3 separate regions of the Mus musculus genome follow, and all the other regions are linked to region 1. The links are chromatin contacts, called in public Hi-C and Micro-C maps. All regions are on one chromosome and are shown on one strand. The core of a region is the stretch at or near the end of the contact, and the rest is flanking DNA. Distances in the headings are between cores, read along the strand shown. Region 1 holds the start of Lamb1 (laminin B1). Region 2 has its middle 30 kb from the start of Gm25408. Region 3 holds the start of Cbll1 (Casitas B-lineage lymphoma-like 1).

Region 1 (4,446 bases), core at 1,270-3,769:
TGTGTGAATGGAGGCAAATAGAGAAGATATGACCTTGGGGAACACTGGTGTTTACCGGATCAGAGATGGCAAAGAGAAATAGAAAAGGTCAAATCCTGGGAGAAGCATCCGAATTGTGTCCTGGGCGCCCGGACGGAGGAGTCTCAAAGAGGGAGGGTGTGGTCATTTGAAGCATATGTCCCTACAGGGACAAAGAGGACCATGGCGTGGGTGTGTGAGTGTGTGTGTGTGTGTGTGTGTGTGTACACTGCACTGCACTGCACTGCATTCAGCTGAACAAGCTAAGAGCCATGGTAGAGATGGAAGCAGGCAGGATTGTGGTGGGGCAGAGGTGGAGCTGTGAGGAAGCAGAAACCCTAAGGACAAGAGCCTGGGCTACAGAGAGGAAGGAATGGAAGACAGGGGCTGCACGGTGCTCCAGGGCTCCTTTCACGGCTAGTTAAGATGAAAGAGATCCAGCAGCTTTTTATATGAGCATGTTGCTCTTAGCAGAGAAGAGGAGGCAAGTCTGAGGTGGGCTCAGTGAGCTCCAGATTCAACGAGACACTGTCTCAATAAATAAGGAGGATAACGGAGAAAGATACCAGATGTCAACCGATGGCCCCCACGCACATGCGTCACACGCAAGCGCAAAAACCCTTATTTAGTTTTTGTTTTTAGTAGTGTTGGTTCCTGTGAGCGAGGTGGTCAGGAAAGCAGCCAGTCTCTTGAGAGTGTTGAAGGTGGCTGACCCTTTATAAAGAGAGAGTTCACTGACCAGGGGCAGGGGGCCAGCAGGACTTGTCTGCTACTGTAGCAAAAGCCAGTCTCAGAAAAGAGGAGTTGTGGGCTGGAGAGATGGCATTGTGGTTAAGAGCACTGACTGCCCTTCCAGAGGTCATGAGTTCAATTCCCAACAACCACATGGTGGCTCACAACCATCTGTAATGGGATCCAATGCCCTCTTCTGGTGTGCCTGAAGATAGCAACAATGCACTCATATACATAAAATAAATAAATCTTTAAAAAAAAAAAACCACCAAAGTGTTAAAGAAAGGAAGGAAGGAAGGAAGGAAGAAAAGAGGAGTTGAATGTCACCTGCAACTTGGGTAGATGTAAACCAATATAAAACTTTAGTTCATGGCCCTAAAGGTTGAGCAAGGAGCATAGGTTGGCATTATATTATTAGACACCCATTGCAGAATGAAACCCTTTCGACTGTAGGGTACTCTCAATCCCTGCAGGCTGTGCAGCCAGCCGTTGGGAATCCCAAGCATCTGCGGGGCCAAATACTGGAGAAACTGCATCGGGGCAAGGGCTGATTTGGAGAATAATTAACACAGGTTTCTAAACTCCAAGAACAGCGAACTCTATGGTCTAATGATTATAAACTTCCCTAGGCCCAATTTCGTTTCAGCTGAGTTAAAAACTGACCAATCAGCCGCTTAATCCCTTCTCCTTGTGATGGCTGGAAAGCAATCACACCTGACTAGTCTAACAGCTGACTTAAGCTCCCTCATTCCAGGGTCAGACTAAGGAACACTTAAGGCAGACAAGTTGGGCTCTTACAAAGGTTTGGGGTCTGTGGTCCCCAAGCTCTTTTTCCTTTCTAAGGTTTCCCCAGTGACAGAGACCTTCTGTTTACCCCCACTTAACCTTGAAGCGCTATGAGAGGCTTCCTTAGAGCACCCCCCCATTTCCCCTCCCTGCGTGCTTAAGGTGGTTGCAGGATTCTGTTTGTAGTGTGGAGAAGGGTGTCTCATCAAAAATCTCCAACTTCCTGGCTGTGTCAACCCTTCCACCGTGAAGTGGGAAAAGGAATTCAAGAAATTACCCGGGATCAGGTAACACAGGTTATTTTGTGTATATTTTAACAGAAGAGAATTCAGAGCTATAACCCCCTGGGTACCAGAGATTATAGGTACGTCCCGAATAAATTCGTGCGCAAAGAATGTGCAGCCACTGGTGTCCTTCCTATGAAATAGGAAGACACCACACATGTAGCACCCACCCACGCAAAGCTCTAGCTCTTTGATCCTGAGTCGTGGTGTAAGGATGCTTATAGGAGCTCAAGTTCCTAAGAGCCAGACAGGTTGACCCTTTTTCTAAGGGCTTAACCTAGCTCACCTCCCTCTAGCGCTAGTTGCCAGAGTTCCTAGCCTTGGGCACATTTCGTGACTCACTTCTTATAAACGTAAATGTATAAGTCCGCGGTAGGTCCTACCGGCCCCCTTTGCCGGCCGATCTACACACCTACCTCCGGGACCAGCCCCGACGCATCCCTCCCCAGCTTGCTCCACTTGGGAAGCGCGCCCAGAAACGGACCCGCCAGCCCACGCTGGGAACTCAAGTACCAATGCCCTACAGCTTCAGCAGACGCTGCCTTAAAACAAAAGAGGCGCCTGGGGAGGTGGGACCTGGACCTCAACCCCCACCCCTAGCCAACTTGCTGTCCTCCGCCCCCTCCGCCCCCGCTCTCCATGTGCGCATGAGCAGAGACGCCTCCCTCGGTTCCTCCCTAGGCGAAACTTTCTAATTCCCTTCTTTGGGCCGGTGGGCTGCCAGGAGCGGGTTGAGCGCTCGCCCAGCCGGGTGAGGAGAACAAAGTAGTTAAGCGACTTGACCCCCTTCCTGGGCCCAGCCCCCGCTTCCGTGGGAGCGGCAGGAAATGGAAGGGCCCCTCTCCTCTCTCCCAACATTTGCCTTTTCTCCCCGCTACCTCTCCAGAAAGGAAGACCCGAAGAAAAGACAGGCAGCTTGCCTGCTGCGTCCTCCTTCCCGTGCCGCGTCCCCTCGTCTGCGAGGACTGGACATGGGGCTGCTCCAGGTGTTCGCCTTTGGTGTCCTAGGTAACTCAGTAAGGGTTGGGGGGAGGGGTGTGCTCCGGCATTAGGGAAGAAAACCCCCAAACCGGTTTGCCCCCGCTTTGAAGGCAGTTTTGGGGGATCGGGGGAGAGAGAGTGGTTGGAAATGACGCCGTGAGATCGCCACCGCTCTCGCTTCGGTGGTGGCCAGGGACCGCGCACGCGGAGCTCCGCGGACCCGCATCCACTGGGTTCTGCGCACAGAGCTCGCGCTCCTGCAGGTTTCCGAGGTGATCGCTCCAGGGCTTTGCACCTTTTACCAGTTAAACGCTGTTTCCCCACTGCGGAAGGCAGGCTCCCTGCTGTGGCTGGGCAGACTGCGGAGGGTCCTGGAAAAACCAATTACGCACAAAAGTGTCGGGGCCCAGAGCAGGCTTCGACTTGGGAACAGATTGGAGCCATGTGGCTTTAATTAACCATCCTTGTTTGTCTCGGGGTGGCACCATGAACAGTTGGGCCGGGTGCTTTGCTGGAATGGCGAAGCGTTGAAGCCACTACAGAGACACACCAGTCGTCTCTAGCTCAGGGCTTCTGTGGCAAACGCGGTGCCTCACCCGGCGCAATCGCCGGTGACCCTGGCGCGTGCACGCGGACATATTTTTGTGCCCCCCCCCCGCCCCCAGACTAACCACACTCACACCGAGGATGCGCGCACTGCCATGTGCACGCGGGTTTTCATTAGCGGGTGTGCAGCGCTTGGCAGGGTCAACCTCACTGCGCCCTGGTCCAGGCACTTCGAAGTGACCGGATCACTCTGTCCACCTTTCATAGAGGGGTAGATCAGAGTAGACAAAAAAGTCAGTTGTATTTTCTGGGTGCTGCGCTCAGCTGACTGCTAGTCAAACCTAATGACGATTCTGAGTCTTTTTTTTTTCTTTCATCCTTCTGTCTTTTCCTTGTCCCAGCTTTCCAGGCCTTTTCTGCGCCTATCTCTCCACCGTGTTTTTTCTATGTAGTCTCCTTTCTTTTTAATCCTCTCTGTCTGCCCCTCCTGCTGTTTTCTTTTGCCCTGGCTTGTCGGTTGCTTTTTTTTTTTTTCTTTCTTCCTAACCTTGTTGCTTTTCTTTTCTGTAGCCCTATGGGGCACCCGAGTGTGCGCTCAGGAACCGGAGTTCAGCTATGGCTGCGCAGAAGGCAGCTGCTACCCTGCCACTGGCGACCTTCTCATCGGCCGAGCGCAAAAGCTCTCCGTGACTTCGACATGTGGACTGCACAAACCAGAGCCCTACTGTATTGTTAGCCACCTGCAGGTAAGACACGAGTCTAGAGAATGCATTGTGGGCTGCATCCTCCTCCTGGCCGATCAAAGGGGCTTGCCCAGGAGACTCCACATCCTGCTGTCAATCCAGATAGGAAGTACAACCAGCAGAGGAGCCCCGGGATGAAGCCAGTAGCTCAGTCCCAATCTCCATTTGCACAGTCGCACCCGCCAAACATTTCCTGCCACCTAACACCACCATCAGTAGGAGAAGCCCGGGGCTGCAGATGAGCTTAGCCTCTGTCCTGTGCCCTGTACGGTCCCCTGTATTTTATTCTGTTGTTATTTATACTGTTTGATCAAACCCTTTTGAAATTGTGTATTGTAGATGGTTCAGTTCTCTTC
Region 2 (4,446 bases), core at 545-3,044, 240 kb before region 1:
TAAAATGACATCTTGGATTGATTCTGTTGTTACTACCTCAAAAGTATACAAAACCTCCTGTAGTTGATTTATCTGTTCTACCTCCCTGCAGCATCTGAGTGCGTTCCTTGCTACCTGCCCCCAATGCTCTGGGTTCTCAAATGAGGGACACACACACTTGGCCTTATTTTTAATATGCCTTAAACAGCTCAATGGCTAGACACTTCTGAACATCTCCACAGCTAACACACTCTCCCCTCCAATATTCCTGAATTATTGCTTACTAAAATCTATATTCCATCTTGGCTACCCGAGGCCCAGGCCTGCAGCCATCCTGGGCCACAGTCCCTGACTTGCATGTTGGCAGTCTCACTATCCTACACCTCTCAGGCCTGGACCTTCCTCATCATGGCACCTTCTCCCTATCCTGTGTTGCTTGCCCAAATCCTAAAAGTCCTGCCTCTGTTTCCGTGCCCAACCATTGACCACTGGAAGCTTTATTTACCAATCAAAGCCAAGTGGGGGCAGGGACCTGCAGCATCCTACATACAGACATGTGAATTCCCATTTAATTTTGAGAACTCAACGTAATACAAGCAATAAACCAAATCCACAACAAACTCCAATTATTTGCACATTGTCAAGATGAAAACATGATAAGCTTAAAATAAAAATAGTTAATGGGCCAAATTAGAGTTATATACATAGGTAATATGTGATATTTCACTCAGAGGGATTAATATTGTGTATTGATCTATAAAAAGAAATAAGCAGGTGAATAAGGCACTGGAGACTCCAGACGACTCCATGTTGAACACAGGGCAGACATGTAGTGGTTTTCATTCAAAATAATCAGCACTGAAGGTTTCCAAACTGGGAATGAATTTGATTCTCCGATGTTAAAGATAAAATATCATCCAATTTAAAAATACACAAAGTACCATTATAAGCTCATGCACTCCCATTTCCTGAAATAGTTTTCCAAATTTCTTGAATAAGCTGAAGATGAAATGATATAACGTTTTATATAGTGTGTATTTGACTCAGCACTATACTATGAATATGTTTTTAAAGCAAAATTAGAATTTTTCAAATGTTGGCATTAACTGAAATTTATATTTATTCCTTCATTATAAAGAAGCATCTCTTTGACCAATATCTATCTCATAAATATTCATTATAGTCCTATGTTAACAAAATGCTATTTATTAAACATGAGTTGAAAAATCTTTTAAACTTATATATTCAGATGTCTTATCCCTATAAACTATAGCAGTGAATAATTTTAAAATATGTTTCTAAGTAGATTAATTGATTTTTAATTATTTCTTATTTTTATGTTTAACCCTGCTGGCTTTTTAACATAAAAATGAAAAATGATTGGGCCCAGTGTAGTAGGTAGTGATAGGTTTTGTAGCATATTAGATTTGCTTTCAAGGAATAATAAAAATGATAGATTTTTGTGTCTTTCTTAACAACGCCAAGCTAATCATAAAGTCAAGATGAATTAAAATGGAAAGTCTTGATATTTAGGTAAGTCAGAGGTCAGTGTGTAAATCATTACCTTAAAGTGTGTGTCACTCATCTGTGTGTAGAAGCAGCTTTCAAACAAACACAGCCTCTAACGTGTTCCAAAATCATAAGAACTCTTGTCGGTGTTTGATCTTGGCCCAGCTGACTTTGGGTTTTGTCAGCTCACAAGTAACCTCCGCTGCAAAGTGTTTAGACAATCCTTCTGTGAGCACTTGTCAAAAGGAAAGAAAGCAAAACTTAAATGTCATATGACCCATCGTGTAACTAAGCACAAAGCTCGGGGCGTTCTAGAAATTAGAGCCAGATGGCTGAGATCACTAACTTGATCATAAAAATGTCAGCACCATGCAAAGGCTTTGCAACGACAATTAAACAATGTGCAGCTGATGCAAGTACACAGACTCCCAGCTTGTACTGCAAAGTGTGCTAACAGAAAACAACAGACAACTATGACAGAAATATGTTCCCAGAAGTAAGATGTTAGATTAATCAAACTAATTACCTCTCTCCTCTTTCCCTCCTGTTCTTTCTTCTTCCTTTCATTCATTCTTTCATCAATGTATCTCTCTTTTGTCTCATTACCCAATATTTATTTGAATCATTAGTAATTGATGACAAGGAGCAAGAGCTCAAACACAGGTAGAGCTGTCTCCTGAGAGGCTCTGCCAGAGCCTGACATATAGAGACGGATGCTCACAGCCAACCATTAAACTGATCACAGGGTCCCCAATGGAAGTGTTAGAGAAAAGACTGAAAGACCTGAAGGGGTTTGCAACCCCACAGGAAGAACAACAATAACCAATCATAGCTCCCAGAATCTAAACCACCAATCAAGGAGTACACATGGAGGGATCCATGGCTCCAGCTGTATATGTAGCTGAGGGTGGTCTTTTAGGGCATCAATGGGAGAAGAGGGCCTTGGTCCAGTGAAGGTGAAAACTCCATGCCCCAGTGTAGGGGAATGCAAGGGCAGGAAGGCAAGAGTGGGAGGGTAGGTGGGGGCATACACTCACAGAAGCAGGAGGAGGGGGAATGGGATAGAGGGTTTCTGGGGGGGGGGATTGGGAAAGGGGATAACATTTGAAATGTAAATAAATAAAATAGCCAATAAAAAAATTCCGACAGTGACCAAAAACAACCTATATGGCAAACATTGATTTGATACTTTAACTTCTTGAAGCACTTTACTTTCAATACTAAGTGAAATATGATCTTACATTTTATGTAAGATAGTGTTCACTTGTCTACTTTTATTTATTATAGAGGGATTTAACTAGGTGAAAGATTAAAATCAACACAAAGGCATAGCTCATTTCAATGGCTAGAGCTTATCTGGTGCACACAGAACCAGGAACTCTCATACTTTTGGAAATCCTATTACTCTGGTGATAATATTACCCCAGCATCTCAAACATAAATTTGAGGAGGGAAAAGGAAGCTGGGGATCTATTGACATTGGTGGAATGCTTACCTAGAATACACAAATATCTGGTTTCCATCCCTGGCATTACATAATCTCTGTGGAAGCAGGAGGACTAGATTTTCATCCTTGCCTACATAATGAATTTGAGACTAGCTTGGGATACTCTGTCTCAAAAAAATAAAGACAAAAAGAAAGGAAGGAAGGAAGGAAGGAAGGAAGGAAGGAAGGAAGGAAGGAAGGGGAAGGGGAAGGGGAAGGGGAAGGGGAAGGGGAAGGGGAAAGGGAAAAGGGAAAAGGGAAAGGGAAAGGGAAAGGGAAAGGGAAAGGGAAAGGGAAAGGGAAAGGGAAAGGGAAAGGGAAAGGGAAAGGGAAAGGGAAAGGAAACCGAGGAAGGGGCTGATGATAAATGGCTGACCTGGGACTCAGAACTATTTGCTTGATGCCAGGAGCAAACATAACTTATAAACATCCAGAGCTGTGTGTATATCAAGAAATGCTTGCTTATGTGAGGGCCTACATTTCCCATGTTTAGCCTCTTTCAGGAGAAGTATTAAAGCTATGTTGTTAGCACCTATAAAACTGTAATCCATGGAGTTAGTTTTAAGGAATCCAAATTCCTTTCTAAAATAGAACAATGGTTCCATATAGATGGAATCTGTGCAGGAGAGCAATGGACACTGCTAGGTCATTGATCCCATGAGATCTAACCTTCACAGAAAATGTCTGTCTAAACTTTTCAAATTAAAATAGTTGTGAAACTGGGCAATGATAATTGGTAAAAGGGAGCTTTACCTGAGGGGGCGACAACACAGAGAGGAAGGGAGGATGAGAAAACAGCACAGAAACAACACTAAAGTTGTTTGAATACAACGCCAGTAATTATTTCATTTTTATTTACTGTAAGTTACATACAATACTTATAACTAATATATATTCATATATATATATATATATGTATATATATATATACACACACACATATATATATCATACTCATGCTCACACACATATATACATATGTATATATACATATGTGTGTGTGATGTTTTTAGGCCATTTTATATCATCTATTTTACATATGAAACCAAGTAAATCTGAAAAACATTCTTAAATAAATAATACAAAGGGATTAAGTATCATCACAATTCATAATTATAATTAATAATTGTGTGTACATTTATGTGTGAACAATGTTCAAGTGTGTGTGTGTGTGTGTGTGTGTGTGTGTGTGTGTATCTATGCATAAATTTTGCCACTTGGGATGCTAATGTTTGTTGGCATAATTTCTATTTTATTGGGTTCTTATACCTCTACCTCTCTTCCAACTCTTATTCCACTCTAATCCTTTCCAATCCCCCAGAACTAGGTAGGAGAGAAAGAGGGCTAGAGGGAAAAGGAGCATAAACCTCTATAAGCTACTTTCTGCTGATTAGCGACATTGGCAACTCAAATCTTTGTCATTAGAATATCCAGCAGTCCAGTAAATCATCAAACTAGCAATCCACCAATAG
Region 3 (4,446 bases), core at 1,165-3,664, 230 kb after region 1:
AATTAACTAGCTAACTACCATTTCTTGGTTTGCCAAAGGCTCTATGATTCAAATTTGTATTTATTTTGTGAAAGTTTGAGTCTTTGGCTTAATTTCATATTTTTCTTCTCAAAATGTGCAGCAATTAAAACTGAAGCACGCCGGGCGTAGTGGCGCACGCCTTTAATCCCAGCACTTGGGAGGCAGAGGCAGGCAAATTTCTGAGTTCAAGGCCAGCCTGGTCTACAAAGTCAGTTCCAGGACAGCCAGGGCTACGCAGAGAAACCCTGTCTCAAAAAACCAAAAAAAAAAAAAACAAAAAAACTGAAGCACTAGGAGACTTTGTCATAACTGATTTAAAATCTAGAAAAGCTAACATTAAACAGAAAGGAGAGCTGTCTGGAAACACTTTTTTGTTGTTTTTTGTTTTTCGAGACAGGGTTTCTCTGTATAGCCCTGGCTGTCCTGGAACTCACTTTGTAGACCAGGCTGGCCTTGAACTCAGAAATTTGCCTGCCTCTGCCTCCCAAGTGCTGGGATTAAAGGCGTGCGCCACCACCACCGGGCCCTGAAACTCATTTTTTAACCTTAGCTAGGTCAGTAGTGATTATTTTCATGTTAGAATAATTTTTATTTCCCCAGGCAATCTTTGGCTAATAACTTAGAAACTAGGGTAATACTTTTACCCATGCAGTATCAAGACACTCTACTGGGAAACTCAGGTTTTTTTCATTTCTCTCACATACTTCCACAAACCAACCTATTAGCAGCTGCTGGATTCTCCACCAAAATATTTGTGGCAACTGCCTACTCTATGTCCTGCTCCCACTCCCCCTGCCTACTCTCTCTGTCCTGCTCCCATTCTCCCTACGGCGTTGCTGGGGACCCGTGCTAGCTGGTTAAGTTGCTCTACCACTGAGCTTCGATTCAACTAAACTGAGCCTCCCTCTGTGGCACTGCAACCACCCATAGATGATTTATACTTACTTCTGTTGTTCCTCTCCTACACCATTCTCCATAGAAGAGTCAAAATTGTTGCTTCATAGCCACTTAAACCCTTTATCATGATTTTCAAAGTCCTGAAAAAGGTAATTTGTGTTCTCCTTCTCAACTTAAAGCTAACTAGTCTACCGACATTTGGTCCTCTCTATACCTTCCTACCATTCCAAAAACACCTTTCCCTGGCACTCTGAAACTTCCTACTCCATGGGCATTCATTTCTCTCTCTTTTCTTTTCTTTTCTTTTTTTTTTTTTTTTGGTTTTTCGAGACAGGGTTTCTCTGTGTAGTCCTGGCTGTCCTGGAACTCACTCTGTAGACCAGGCTTGCCTCAAACTTAGAAATTCGCCTGCCTCTGCCTCCCAAGTGCTGAGATCAAAGGCGTGCGCCACCACTGCCCGGCAAGCACCTGTTTCTAAAAGTTCTCACCACAAATTGTAAACAGCTGTTAAAGAAGAAACCAATCTGCTTGTCTCCTTTGACAGAATGAAAACTCGAAGACAAGAACGTAGTCTTATTGTTTACCATTCCACCATTCTATCTCCAAGCCTACAAGTATCTGCATGCAATTATATAACTTAGTGTTTGAAGACTGGGCGCACTCAGTCAATTCCTAAAGAAAAAGCCTTTCCTCCTGCTTGGCGATAAAACTGTCTGAAGCACTCAAAGCCAAGTGCTAAAACTAAAACCAAGAAAACGAAGCCAGCAGAAATGAGGTTTGAAGCTACTCGTAATATGCGATGTCCCCAAAAGATGCGAAAGGACCACGGCCGAAGGACCGGGCATGCTTTGAGTTCCGGTAGAAAAGATGCTCCGCTTATAACTTCGAAAACTATATCCGACTCTCTTCTCTAACCACTAGTCCGCGAAAAGCCAACAAGACAATAACCACAGGCGGTGACCACTGCAGCAGCCGCCCGAAGCCGAGAGGCAGCAGGAAGTCTCCAACCCACTCTCGCCCAGAGTCCGGACGCTTCTCCAATTCCGAGAGTGGAAAACGCCCGCCTATTTCCCCAGCAAAAGTGCAAAGCAACCGGAATGAGAACAAAAACAAAAACAAAACTGGGACCCTCCCTTTCCAACAAGTCTGCGCGGAGGAGGGTCCCGAAACGAGCTCAGCGGCACCAAAGGAGCCGTGCTGCCGGTCTCCAGGATGGAGGCACCGCTCCGGAGGGTAGGCCGGGAAGCAGCAGACTCAGCCCGGGACCGGGTCTGAGCTTGCTTCCTCTCCGCCACGTCCCGGCGCAGTGGGGCGAGCATAGCCCCTTGTGCCTGCTGGGCGACCAGTCCCACACGAGCCACGGGGGCAAGAAACTAGGACCCCCGCTGCCTCCGCCTCCTTACCAGTGTGATCCATGATTCGGCTCGCGGGGCACAGTGGGAACGGAAGTCAGTCGCTCCGGAGTCGCAGTAAGCGCCTGCGCCCTACCTTCCGGAGCGCAGAGGCGGAAGTGCGCCCGAACTGCTCTCACGGGCTTCCCTCCCTAGCCGTAGCACCCGACTCCGGCGAAGGAGTCAGACATAGCCAGGACTGAGGCGGGAAGAGGGGGAACACGAGGGTTTTGGTGTCGAGGCTGCTAGTTCTCCCCAGAGGCAGCCCTCAGCTGTAGGAATGATACTTCTCGCAGTGAGAAAGCAATAGGAACCAAAGGGAAGCGCGGCAGGCAGGTAAGCCGCCGCCCGCCCCCCTGCGGCGCGAGGCCTTCTGGGATTTGTAGTCCGCCCAGAGCGCAGTCTCAGCCGTTGGGCTGGTCCCACCCCAGCGGGCGGAGTAACGGTTTGGAATGCCCCCCGGATCCGCCGCCGGGTGTAGAGAAGTGTAAACACGCACGCTCCGTGGGTGCCCGAGGGAAGCTGTGTTAGGCGTCCGGGAGGGAGGCAAGGTCCTCATTGTCTAATTGTGCTTTGTCCTGAGGAACCCCAACGCCCACTCGACACGCGCGTTTGCCCTGGCTCCCACCGTAGTTTCTCAACTGAATCGCGTGTTACAATGCTAACTAGCCCATGGCTCTAGAGAACACCACCAGGCTCCTGGAATCCCTGCTAAAGCTGGAGGGAGCACCAGGAGGTCCCCGTTCAACGAAAATACAAAGCAGTTGTGTGCAAAGGGGGTGAAGGAGGGAAGATAGGGACCGATGGAGTCGGAGGGAGAGCGTTAGAGCTTGACTAGAAGGAAGAGATGAGAAAGGGCAGGCCCCGACTGAAGAAAAGAGAGTTACCACAACAGGCGGTACCTAGTTCCAGTTCTTGGTCCCTGGGGTCTGTGGTTGCCGCTTTCATCTTGCTCAGCCAAAACAAAGAAGAGTGTCAACGGCGACTGCTGAAGACCTTCAGAGCACCCCCCACCTCGATTTGGCTCATAATAGGTCTTCTGCCTTCCCCAGCCCTTCACACTTGAAGCTCTCGTATGAGTAGAAAGGAACACAATTAGTGGAAAACATCAGCCTAGGAGTCAAGGGATTTGGGCTCTATGCTTGTCCCTTGGTGACGACATCGTTACCTTGGGTTGTTCACGCTTTCAGTGCCAGAGTTCCTAGATCAATAAAACATTATTATGTTGGCCTTTCTTAAAAATATTTTCACAGTACTCAATTCTGAATCAAGTATGTGTAGCAATGTGTTGTGTGCGTTGCACAGTAACAACGGTGACTAACACTGCAGTGATCCTAGTGTAAGTATACCATGTTATTTAGTGATTGTCTTAATTGTGGTCTTTTCCAAGACTCCCACTCATTGCGGCTTTACAAACAAGGTTGTAGGTACACTCAAATAAGGACATTTCTAAGTCGATATCCTTTTGGTTTTGTTGTTGTTAAAAATGTAAGTTTCTGTACTACGGGGTGTTTTTCATAATTTTTCAGTTGCTGGAATTAGTCGGGTGGGGTTGGGTACTGGTATGTCTCTCAATCTAGGGCTGATGCGCTGGGCTATTTAACCACTGTCTGCTACAGAAGGAACTGGGACAAATGGCTAAGTGTGGTGCGTACTTGCTGGCCTCCAGGAGGCTTCCTCAGTATCACAATATCATAAGTACCAGTGGCTCCTCTCAGCCCCGTGGACCCTACACTTCAGCTCATGGGCTTCCCTCCCCCCCCCCCCCAGGCTTTGCTTTTCTGTATAACCCTGGCATTTGTCTTTCCCTCGTCTCTTTCCCTCCCTCCTTCCCTTCTTCCCCTCCCCTCTCTCATTCTCATTTTCCTCTCTTGTCCCTATTTCCTCTCGTGGCTGGGTCCAAACCTCTGGCCATGTTTGGTCTACTACTTCCTCTTCCTGCTCAGGGCTCACGCAGATGCCTCTGGCTGTGCTCCCCCTCATAGCTACAATGAAAACCTTACCCTCAGCCATACCCTGGAGAGGTCGTGCTTCACTTTATACATCTGGTGCTGAAAGCCTCTGGTTATACAACACCTTAGATTGCCTAAGAGCTGGCTTTTACCCAGGAAGTACTTGATAGCCACCACCCCCATCA

The links. A called contact is a pair of places that touch in the nucleus more often than the background predicts.
Region 2: a contact with region 1 is called in a Hi-C map of uterus. The contact joins the enhancer-like site here to the promoter of Lamb1 in region 1. A contact is called at or near these places in 6 of 39 promoter capture datasets (the 3T3-L1 cell line, 3T3-L1-derived adipocytes, the C10 cell line and 2 more) and 1 of 484 Hi-C or Micro-C datasets (uterus).
Region 3: a contact with region 1 is called in a Micro-C map of embryonic stem cells, with 4 times the contacts expected there. The contact joins the promoter of Cbll1 here to the promoter of Lamb1 in region 1. A contact is called at or near these places in 1 of 39 promoter capture datasets (hippocampal neurons), 3 of 484 Hi-C or Micro-C datasets (Sertoli cells, embryonic stem cells and myocytes), 1 of 115 datasets of contacts at active chromatin or transcription factors (extraembryonic endoderm stem cells) and 2 of 9 other capture datasets (adipose tissue and liver).

What each region holds. Positions count from the first base shown.
Region 1 is chr12:31,262,774-31,267,219 of GRCm38.p6, forward strand. Lamb1 (laminin B1) reads left to right here and starts at 2,520. Exons shown (of 33, transcript NM_008482.3): 1 at 2,520-2,828; 2 at 3,918-4,093. The coding sequence starts at 2,792. Gm32899 (a long non-coding RNA gene) reads right to left here and starts at 2,319. Exons shown (of 2, transcript XR_381427.4): 1 at 2,237-2,319.
Region 2 is chr12:31,024,892-31,029,337 of GRCm38.p6, forward strand. No RefSeq gene overlaps it. Among named protein-coding and RNA genes, the nearest start is that of Gm25408, 30 kb to the right of the region's middle. Within about 2 kb of position 1,795, at least 14 of the 459 cell types and tissues checked have an H3K27ac peak or open chromatin away from gene starts, as enhancers often do. A contact at or near this core is called in uterus, where this site is marked.
Region 3 is chr12:31,497,202-31,501,647 of GRCm38.p6, forward strand. Cbll1 (Casitas B-lineage lymphoma-like 1) reads right to left here and starts at 2,415. Exons shown (of 6, transcript NM_001253847.1): 1 at 2,322-2,415. The coding sequence starts at 2,334. Gm40362 (a long non-coding RNA gene) reads left to right here and starts at 2,419. Exons shown (of 2, transcript XR_872643.3): 1 at 2,419-2,645.